Linked DNA regions of Zea mays: region 1 is linked to region 2. Evidence: chromatin contacts called from public Hi-C data. All regions are on one chromosome and are shown on one strand. The core of a region is the stretch at or near the end of the contact, and the rest is flanking DNA. Distances in the headings are between cores, read along the strand shown. Region 1 holds the start of LOC100274377 (3-beta hydroxysteroid dehydrogenase/isomerase family protein). Region 2 holds the start of LOC100277165.

Region 1 (4,601 bases), core at 1,315-3,814, 150 kb before region 2:
ATTCAATTGTGCAGGAATTTGCTTTCTCTACCTGAGGTGGATTTTCTTTTGACAACTCTAAACCTTTCGAACAATTTACAAATAAGAGTTCATGGTATATTTGCACTATATTCAATATGGAAAGTTCTGTGCATCGAAATAGACAGTTCATGTTTTTCTAATCACAGAAGCAAGTGCTAAAAACAGTATAAATTTAGAGATTGCTCTTGTAAGGTGTATACTATTACTTTTTATGTCCATCTCACTTGCTTTGTTTTCGCAGAAAACATGGCAAAGACTGAGATCTACCGGTATATTTCATGATGCAATCCCGCAACCAAATGCCAGGATAGGGTATCCTATGCATGTTAAGGTATAGTCTTCTTGGAGAATATCATAAATATAAACTTCCTTGGCTTTCTTTAGTTTGCCGGAGGTTCCCACATGAATGGGGGGGGGGGTGTCTAGGAAAGGGATAAATTGAGGCAAGCCTTCCACCCACAAATACGGAGAGATTGTTTTGAACCTGTGACCTAGTGACTTAGTGAAACAACTCTCACCACTGCATCAGCCATCAGACCTGCCCTTCCTTTTGGCTTTCTTTAGTTCTTCACAAACTATTGAATGGTGGTTCAAGTTACACAATGGCAGACATGACATACACAGCGTCGTTTATCTGACTATTATTGTTGAAGACATTGCCACATTGGCAATGGGTTAGAAACAGCTGACTATTGTATGCGTGTTGTTTAGGTGAAGATTTTAGCGAGAAAAGGTCCAGTTATAGCTTTACAAAAAGGAAATTACTTGGTATTTACTCTTTCTTTGTTTTCAAGTGCTAGCTAATGCTCTTGATTTTCACCCTTTTTGGATAAGCTATCTACCATCAACTTGGATAGACATGTCCTATGTGGTTTGCTTCTGTTTACCTTTGCGAGTTTGCGTCATCGTTGGCTGATACAGACACTACCTTTAAAAAGGATGAAATGTTCAATGTTCTTTACTGAAATTTAGCTATGATAGTGACAAATTTATCAATATACCAGGTTGCTCAAAGACGCTTCAAGTCTTGTTTTGGTGAGCATTCATTCGGCTGGACTTATTGTGGGTCTCATAACTTCAGTCCGGCTGCATGGGGACAGCCGCTGTCTCCTCCCTCCAAAGCAAATCCTAGCAAAGCCAGATCAGCACCTTCTAGTCCAATGCTACACATTTGCAACTATGAGCTTGGCATCATACTCATTGCTCTGCCACCAGGCATGTCAAAGCATGCAAGTGAAAGTAGGCACAGGATCGAGGACATCGCCCTGCCCTTTGTTGTCCCTCCACCGCGATATAAGGGGAGTGATAAGCCAGCCACTCGGCTAGCCATGCGAGAGGCTGTGGCTGAGGCTTGTGTTCTGCAGGGTAACGATGTTGTAGATTTGCCAGATGATACTGACGAAGATGTGCCAGATGAAGACGATGAGCAGGTGGTTGAGCTATCTGATTGTTCTCAACAAGAGAAGGAAGAAGAGAAGATTTACGCAGAGACGTTATGGGGGCAGGTAGATTCTTCACAGAGCCTGGAAAAGGATTAAGTGAAGCTGGCGTCCAGTTCTTGGTGTAGTCCTATGGATCTATTTCGCCCTGATAGTTCAATGGAGAGGGATTATAAAAGAGAGTACAGTACCCAAGGTTGATATGACAGTCATTTTTGAAAAGGTGTTGGAAGCTTCGGATTCGCATATTACAAGCGAACTGAACTTTGTGAAGGACTGTTGTATTGTCTGTCGACCAGGAAGAGAGGCGGCCAGAGCCACGATTCTTCGTTGCCCCATTTTTAATGTTTACATTTATGTTGTGTAGATATCATGTAATGTTTACATGCATTCTATTTTTTAAGAATCTATTCTTGCATTGAAAAATATGGTTTGCTCATTCAACTAATGAGAGAATGTATACATGATCTGCTGAGTGAATAACATACTGAAACTGTAGATGTCTGATATTCATTTTGCGTCCTACTCCGTCCGTTCCAAAATAGTAGTCGTTTTAACTCTTAATTTTTACGTCGATATTCAAATAGATGAAGATGAACTTATACACATATAACGAATGGAGTTCATTCTCCTACCTCTATTGCTTTATATATATGCACATTCTGACCTTTTGAGTTATAAACGTATAATTACTTTATTTACAATTACATATTTTGTCCAGTCCCATTCGTTGCAATTAAACAGCATCCAAACCTCCTGGCCGTCCAATCAGATCGGGACCAGATGTCATATTTTTCTGTGGCTCGCTGTTTATGCCGTGTTTGGAACATAGAAATACAAAAGAGGAAATGAATAGAACATAAGAAAGAGACAGAAGTAACAGTGTTAAAAACTTAAAATAGAGGAATAAAAAACATAGAACATTGGTTCATCAAAAACGTAAGGAAACTTGATGAGAAGGCTCCGTTCCAAACAATACGGGGTTCCTTCGGAAATCCTGTGATCCAAACGGCCCTACTTGTTCCCGAGCAGAAATCCACACGAAAACAACTGAGCGACGTGGCAGCGGCTAGCGGGACGCCTCACTCCAGTCGTCCGGTTCTGTTCCAGCAGCCCCACACCCCACGCCACCGGACCGGAAACGCGAAGCAGCCCCACACTGCCCACGCGGACACGCTCTGCACCACCACCTGCCGGCCGTTCCCGGCTCGCCGCTGCCGTTGCGCCCTCGCGCTCACACCTCCGCCAGCCCAGGTCCATCGAGCGGAGAAACCCATGGCCCCCTCGCCGATCCTCGTCCGGCCGCCGGCGCTGGCGAATTCACCCCTTCCGCCTCCCCGATGCGTGGCCGCGGTAGCAGCGGCGCCGGCGGTTCGGACGGCTCCAGCGGCCCCATTCTCTAGGTTATCTTATGGGCCCCCTGGCCCCTGCTGACCCTTCTCACCTGGCGCATGCGTTCCTCTTTTCTGCAAAATTTCGTGGTGACATGGTTTCTCTTGATCGCGCAGGCTCCGTACCAAGTGTAGGTTCGCCGCATCGGATGTGAGAGAAGACTACTCTTCCACTCCGATAGATATTGTCGCTGATGTTAAGACGGAGAAGGCAAGCAGCCGAAGTTCTCTAGCTCAGTTTATGTTAGATTATTTAAGACGATTTCACCCACCACTCTGAACTGTTTCTCGACGGTTGCAGATTGTGGTGTTAGGAGGAAGTGGATTCGTTGGTTCTGCGATTTGCAGAGCTGCTGTATCCAAAGGCATTGAGGTTGTGAGCTTCAGCAGGTACTTCTTTTGCTCTTCTATGTGAAGAACATTTCTGTGCTGTATACCCTGTAGAAGCAAATAGGTGATATATAAATCAACTCACTATGAAGCAGTTGCAACTTTTACCATTTTCAGCATATTTTAAGCAATTTTTAGTTTAGGTTCTTCATCTATTGACTAGCCAGTTGCCCGTGCTTTGCTACGTTTATTATATACTCCCCCCGTCCCATAATATAAGGCATAACCACATTTATTCTTGTCCAACAATATAAGACGTACTCTCTCTATGTATACGTACATCAATGCAGTGGTATAGAGAGAATTAAATATATTTCTTGGTCTTTGAACTAGAGGTGGTTACACTTTATATATTGGGACGGAGGGATTATCATATAAATAGGTATTGAGATATTATTCAAATATAACTATTGTTTATTTTTAAACACTAAGGTACGTGTGGTCTGGTGGTTAGCCCTAAATTTCTGGAGAAGGGGGCGTGGATTCGAGTGCTCGCTCTGCACTATTTTTTGCGCGGTGTTGTGGGTGGGCCTAGAGTGTCAGCGCGGAGTGTGAAGCCGTGGTATCACCTGGTGCCCACATTAGGTTTTTAATAGAATAGTATATATTTCTTTAGATGCCCCTTAATTTTACTAAATTGGTTCAATATTTCTGTTTGGTAATGAAAAATGAGAGGTGGATACAGTTCTCTGGGTATCAAACCTGCATTATGTACAAATTTACACATTCTACGTAATTGTGTGTTGATGGGCAGGTCAGGAAGACCATCTTACTCTGATCCCTGGGTTGATCAAGTCAATTGGCTGCCAGGTACATTTATGGTATTATATGTTGTTATACGAACTTGATTATTAGATTTTCCTCCCTCACTTTAGTTAACTTCTTGACTCCCCTAACCTGTTGTGTCTAGTGTGTTAATGTTGATGGTCTGTCTCCCAGATTATAGCTTTATCAAGTGATTGGGGATAAGACTGAATAGAGAATGATAATAATTAGATTCTTATTTAGAGTAATAGGCTAATAGCTGTTATGTAAGAAATGTATGTATGATCCCTGTCGTACTTGTACTCAATAAACAAAATTTGCATTGACATTATTCTATCAGGCCTGCTGCCGTGGTGAGATCTGTCTCACTAAGTCACCAAGTTATCAGTTTGAAGCAGCCTCTCCGCATTTGCGGGAAGAAGGCTTGTCTCGGTTTATCTCTTCCTCTGACCCCACTCATGTGGGAGCCTCCGGTAGTGGGCGTGCCCCTTTTTTACATCATTCTTCATGCTTTGTTTGGGATATTCAAATAAATTGTACAAGGGAATTCTTTTAAGTTTATACAATCTTGTTATTGATGTCCAATTGCTTCTAG
Region 2 (4,707 bases), core at 364-2,863:
GCTATAACTTCTGTGTGCTTGTGAACATCAACAGGACGGACACTACCAATTTACAGCGACTCGGCGCCACATCACACTATCGTTGGTTGCACTGTTCCCCTCCAGCTAATGGCACATGCCTGTTACCATCGTTCAGAATGCTGCGTCTGCAGGTACAGGTGCAGCCAATATGATCGATGCACTCAGACTCAGGGTTGAGGCCGGGGAGCTCTGAGACATTTACACGTGAGGACGGGATGGACTCATGGACCCATGCAGGCTCCGTCAGACCACTGCAGAACAATCACATGAGCACTAAACAATCACGGGATAACCAATCCGTGCCAGACAGAACTTTACTACTGACAGAGCAGACCAGACTTGTAGGTGAGATGAACCGAACCAACAAAGAATCCCAGCGTTTCAGTGCTAAGCAGGTCGTGAGATTGCTACGTTCAACAAAGAATCCCAGCGTTTCAGTGCTAAGCAGGTCGTGTGATTGCTACGTTTTACCATCCAAAATTGTTTTGGATCTCGGTCCACTGTTACTGTTTCCTGGCCAGTCATCCTTGTTTATAGCGAATAATTGACGCAATTTCAAGACCTCCACGACGGAATGGTGGAAGAGTAATCAGCAGACCCACCACCAAGATCACAACTCCTGCAAGAAGCATGGATTTACTGAAATGGTAATAATTACACAAGTGAACTTCATGTCACCATCACACATACGCTTTCCATTTCAGCGGAGGCGATCTAGCAGGATGCGCATTGCCTAGTACAGTACAACCAGGGAGGGTTTCTTCTGACCGAAGGAGGGGAAGACCATTCCAGCGAGAATCGATGGATATCTCAGCCAAAAAAGGTTAAAAGACGAGGGGGGGAGGAGGAAGTGAAACGAAATGGGAAATTCTGCCGTTGGCGTACGTGAAGATGAAGGGAGGAACAAATAAGCTCCCTTTCTCGTGTCGCATAATAACAGAGAGAGTGTGTTTTCCTTTTTCCCTTTTGCCGTTTCTCTCTTCTCTTCTCCTCTCTTCACTGCTGCTGGGTCGGCGTTTCTTGGGGCGCCGTCACTGCGCCGCGACGGTGCGGGAGGAGGACGCGGCCGCGGCCGGCGGCGGCGCAGCGGCGAAGGTGGCCGGGGAGGGAGGGGACGCCGGGTTGCTGCCGTGGCCGTGGCCGTGGCCGTGGGAGCTGCTGCGGTGGAGGCGGCACTTGAAGGAGCCTGCGTGCGTGGCCGGCGCGCACACGCACTTGGGCCCGTGGCCGTGGCTGTGGGCGGACGACGAGCTCCTCCGCAGCGTCTTCGGCGACGCCGCCGCGCTGGTCGGCGTCGTGCTGTGGTGGCCGTGGAACCTGCCCTCCTCCGCCCCGGTGTCGACGTAGTTGGACGCCATCAGCACTGTACCTCCACAAGCAGCACAGGCTCCAATGAACAAAAAGTTCTTATAAAAAGCTGAGTGGATCTAGAACGAGAAGTTCTCTTCTCCTAGGTAGGAGTTAAGAACTGTAGTAGTAAAGGGATAGGAGGAAGGCGTCCCAAGGAGCTTACCAGACGAGAGAAACTGACTGCTGATAGGCCGGAAAGAGAAGAGAGGAAGCCGAACGAGTGCCGAGAGCGGCAAACTGCGGCACCACGGCGACCGAGCAGTCCTCGCTTTTATGCTGGGGGTGGCACGGCACGGCACTGCCCGCGGGCAGGACCGCTGCCCAGGATTCCTCCTGACCCCACTCACTGGCCTCGTGGACCCACCCCGCCCCATCTACTAGCCTAGCCCACTGGTTTTTTTTTTTTAAGCAAAGGCGCCAGCGGATTAGGGCTTTCTTTCTTAAAACATTATCAGATCTCTAAACTTTAGACCAGAAGCTCTGGCTAGGTGAAGTTTTAAAATAAGCTAAAGTATTTTGAAGTTTTTAGAGCTCTAAAACTGGAGGGATGAAAGTGACGACGCCGACGGCCGTGCCCTCGTTCCGGCCGGCCCAGCGCCCAGGCGGTTCTCTTCTGATTAGAAAAAAAGGGGGGCGGTTTCTTTGAGGTGGCGGGAAACGATGGGCTGTGGAGCTTGGCGGGTTGCGCAGCTGGCTTGCCGGTGCGTGCGGATCGCGTCGCGTCGGTCGCGAGCAAACGCCAACGGGACCACGCGCGGACGGTTCTAGAATGAATCCGCTGGCTGCTGCCGCTCTATCCAAATCTTTTTTTTTTCATATACAAATCGTTTCCCAATCTATGTGCGCTGGTCCAGACACGTTCGGCCTTGGAAACCTTGAGCGATTGATAGATACATCGTGCGTGGGTGCCTGTGGTAGTGTCGTAGAGGATTCGATTCGACGATCCGAGTCATCCGACGACTTCCTCCGCGCCGCGCCGCGCCAACGTAACACTATACTACAATATTATACTCTCAGACAGAGTTCCGCTTCTTCGTCCCTCCGTCGCGTGGGCGGCGTTCGCGTGTGGTACACTCGTCCATTTGTGGTCGCAGGCAGCTGCTCCTGCTCCACTAGTCGGCTCGTCTCCCGCATGACCGCGTCGCGGACCAAGAGACGGACGGGACGATGATAATAAAAGCAGTGCAAAATAATACTGGCCACACCATGCACCTCAACAAAAGCCACACACAAAAAACTGAGAGAGACTCTGCAGCTACGTACCCTACGCGGCTACGTATAGTCCACAGGCCACAGCTGACTTGTCTGTGATCAGCAGATGATGAGGCCGCAGAGACGCATCCCACCGCTAAAATTTGTGCACCTCAAAACGCCAAACCACTGTACGCCACGCTGCGAGTCATTTTACGCCGCATCGGCGGCACGTCGGGTCGCGACGACTCCTTTCTCGGAACCGAAAGCCACTAGTGCGCCGTTCCCTTCCGATCCGAGAGCAGTGGCCAGTAGCCATTCGTTTCTAGCTAGGCGCGGTTTCACTTTCGTGTTTCATCCAAAGGCGCCAGAGAACAAAGGTGTCAACACCTTAGTACCTTACCCGGAGTGGGCATCTCCGGTCCGAATCGCGGCTCTGCCGTCGCACTCTTGCGAGCAACGACGCCGTTGATTGATTCCGCTTCTCAAGTTCAAAGAGGGAAAAAACCGATTCAAATAGCCCGCTTTCTCTCCTCTGATGGCGATTTTCAATAGGTTTCCTTGCGCAGACCATCCGTACCATCATCATCAGTTCACGCGGTTTAGGCTTCAAATAAATATATCAGGCTATAGCACTTGCGCATCACCACACCACCGCCGCTCGTCGTCAGCTTCGCACGAGTCTCGTGGAAACGGACTAGAATACACAGAATACTGCACCGGGGTGGGGAAGGGATTTTGGAAGGAGATGTGAATTCTGAGGGGAATAATCTGACCGCTGCAGCTGCAGGGTACGTGCTACTAGTATAATAACCTTATCATGACCAGGACTTCTTTTCTTGGGAAAAGGCATCGATCTTGGCAGGGAACGGACGAAAGCAAACAGGCCCTGAGGCCCCTGATCACGGGACGGGACCCGATCGTTCAAATCTTTTTGCGCTGTTGCAGGCATCCGCATGCGAAATTGCGAAAAAGGCAGTAGCGAGAGCTTTGGATGAGTAACTTTTGGAGCTCCGCGATAGATTCGGGAGAGTAATTTTCTACGCGGGAATACTGGAGGCATCAGCTTCGAAAGAATATATAGGGCCTGTTTGGTTTGTGGCTAAATGCCTAAATGTGCCACACTTTGCCTAAAATTAGTCGTTCGAATTGATGAATAACTAATCTTAGGCAGAAAAGTTAGGCAAAGTGTGGCAACTGAGGTAGTGAACCAAACAGGCCCATAATCTCGCAAACAGCTAAAATGGAAAGGCGATTCATTTGTTTTTTTTCTTTTTTGCAGTAACAGAAAAAAAAGTTCGCACATATATTCTAGGCGAGTCTAGCCACAACAGGAACCACGAAGATTCCTGTTGGCTACCGTCGTCGAGTTTTAGGCTAGCCGATAGGAATTAGATAACTCTAGTCAGGCCACTGTCAGCTGACAGGTTTGTAGGCCAGTCCCCATTAACGGAAACTAACTCGCGTCGGTCACCAACCTAGGATGACAGGGTTTAACTAACTCCCGTCGGCTAAAGCTAGCATTGGCGGTCTAGCCCATATGGTCTCTCTCCACACACTCAGCTCTTTCTCCCGTACGCGCTTAGCCACCACCGTCCTCACGCCCGCCCACATGGCATGTCGAGCTCGACCTCGGCCCACCCGGACCGTCGTCGTGCCATCCTCTGCCCTACCCGTCGATATTAGGTCACCCACATATGGCCACATACCATCGTCCGTATGGCTATATTAGTGCACAAAACACAAGCACCACTCACTATAGTTAGCTATACAATGTAACTACAGAACTACAACTACTTAACAACACAAGTTAAGCTAACATACTTAGCTAAGGTAACTAGCATAAGAGAGCAATTAATTAACTACACGATTCGACTAGCAACTCTAGAGCAACAATTACACATTAGCACAATTATGGTAAAGTACATACAAACTAGTGATTAGAGGATGCAAACTAACGAGAAGACAAATGTGACAAAAACATTTTTATTCCAAGGTTCAGTTGTTTGCCAACCACTTAATCCTCGTTGTGGCAAGGCTAAAGTTTCCCCTAATCCTCTTGCTAGTGGCCAGCTCGAAAACTTGTTCTCACCCCTCTAGGTGTGCTCCCAACTTGAGCTTTAGCACACAATCGGGATGAAGCAC

What was found. Hi-C and Micro-C count contacts between places; a contact is called where the count stands out from the background.
Region 1: a Hi-C map of bundle sheath shows a contact between it and region 2, with 2.7 times the contacts expected there. The contact joins the promoter of LOC100274377 here to the promoter of LOC100277165 in region 2. A contact is called at or near these places in 2 of 25 Hi-C or Micro-C datasets (bundle sheath and tassel).

The regions. Positions count from the first base shown.
Region 1 is chr2:62,709,915-62,714,515 of Zm-B73-REFERENCE-NAM-5.0, reverse strand. It overlaps LOC100274377 (3-beta hydroxysteroid dehydrogenase/isomerase family protein), which reads left to right and starts at 2,564. Exons shown (of 7, transcript NM_001148737.1): 1 at 2,564-2,863; 2 at 2,969-3,062; 3 at 3,153-3,241; 4 at 3,996-4,051. The coding sequence starts at 2,736. It overlaps LOC100382237, which reads left to right. Exons shown (of 12, transcript NM_001174991.1): 10 at 1-36; 11 at 263-352; 12 at 1,026-1,902. The coding sequence ends at 1,559.
Region 2 is chr2:62,555,660-62,560,366 of Zm-B73-REFERENCE-NAM-5.0, reverse strand. It overlaps LOC100277165, which reads right to left and starts at 1,613. Exons shown (of 2, transcript NM_001327920.1): 1 at 1,535-1,613; 2 at 526-1,384. The coding sequence starts at 1,379. The coding sequence ends at 1,053.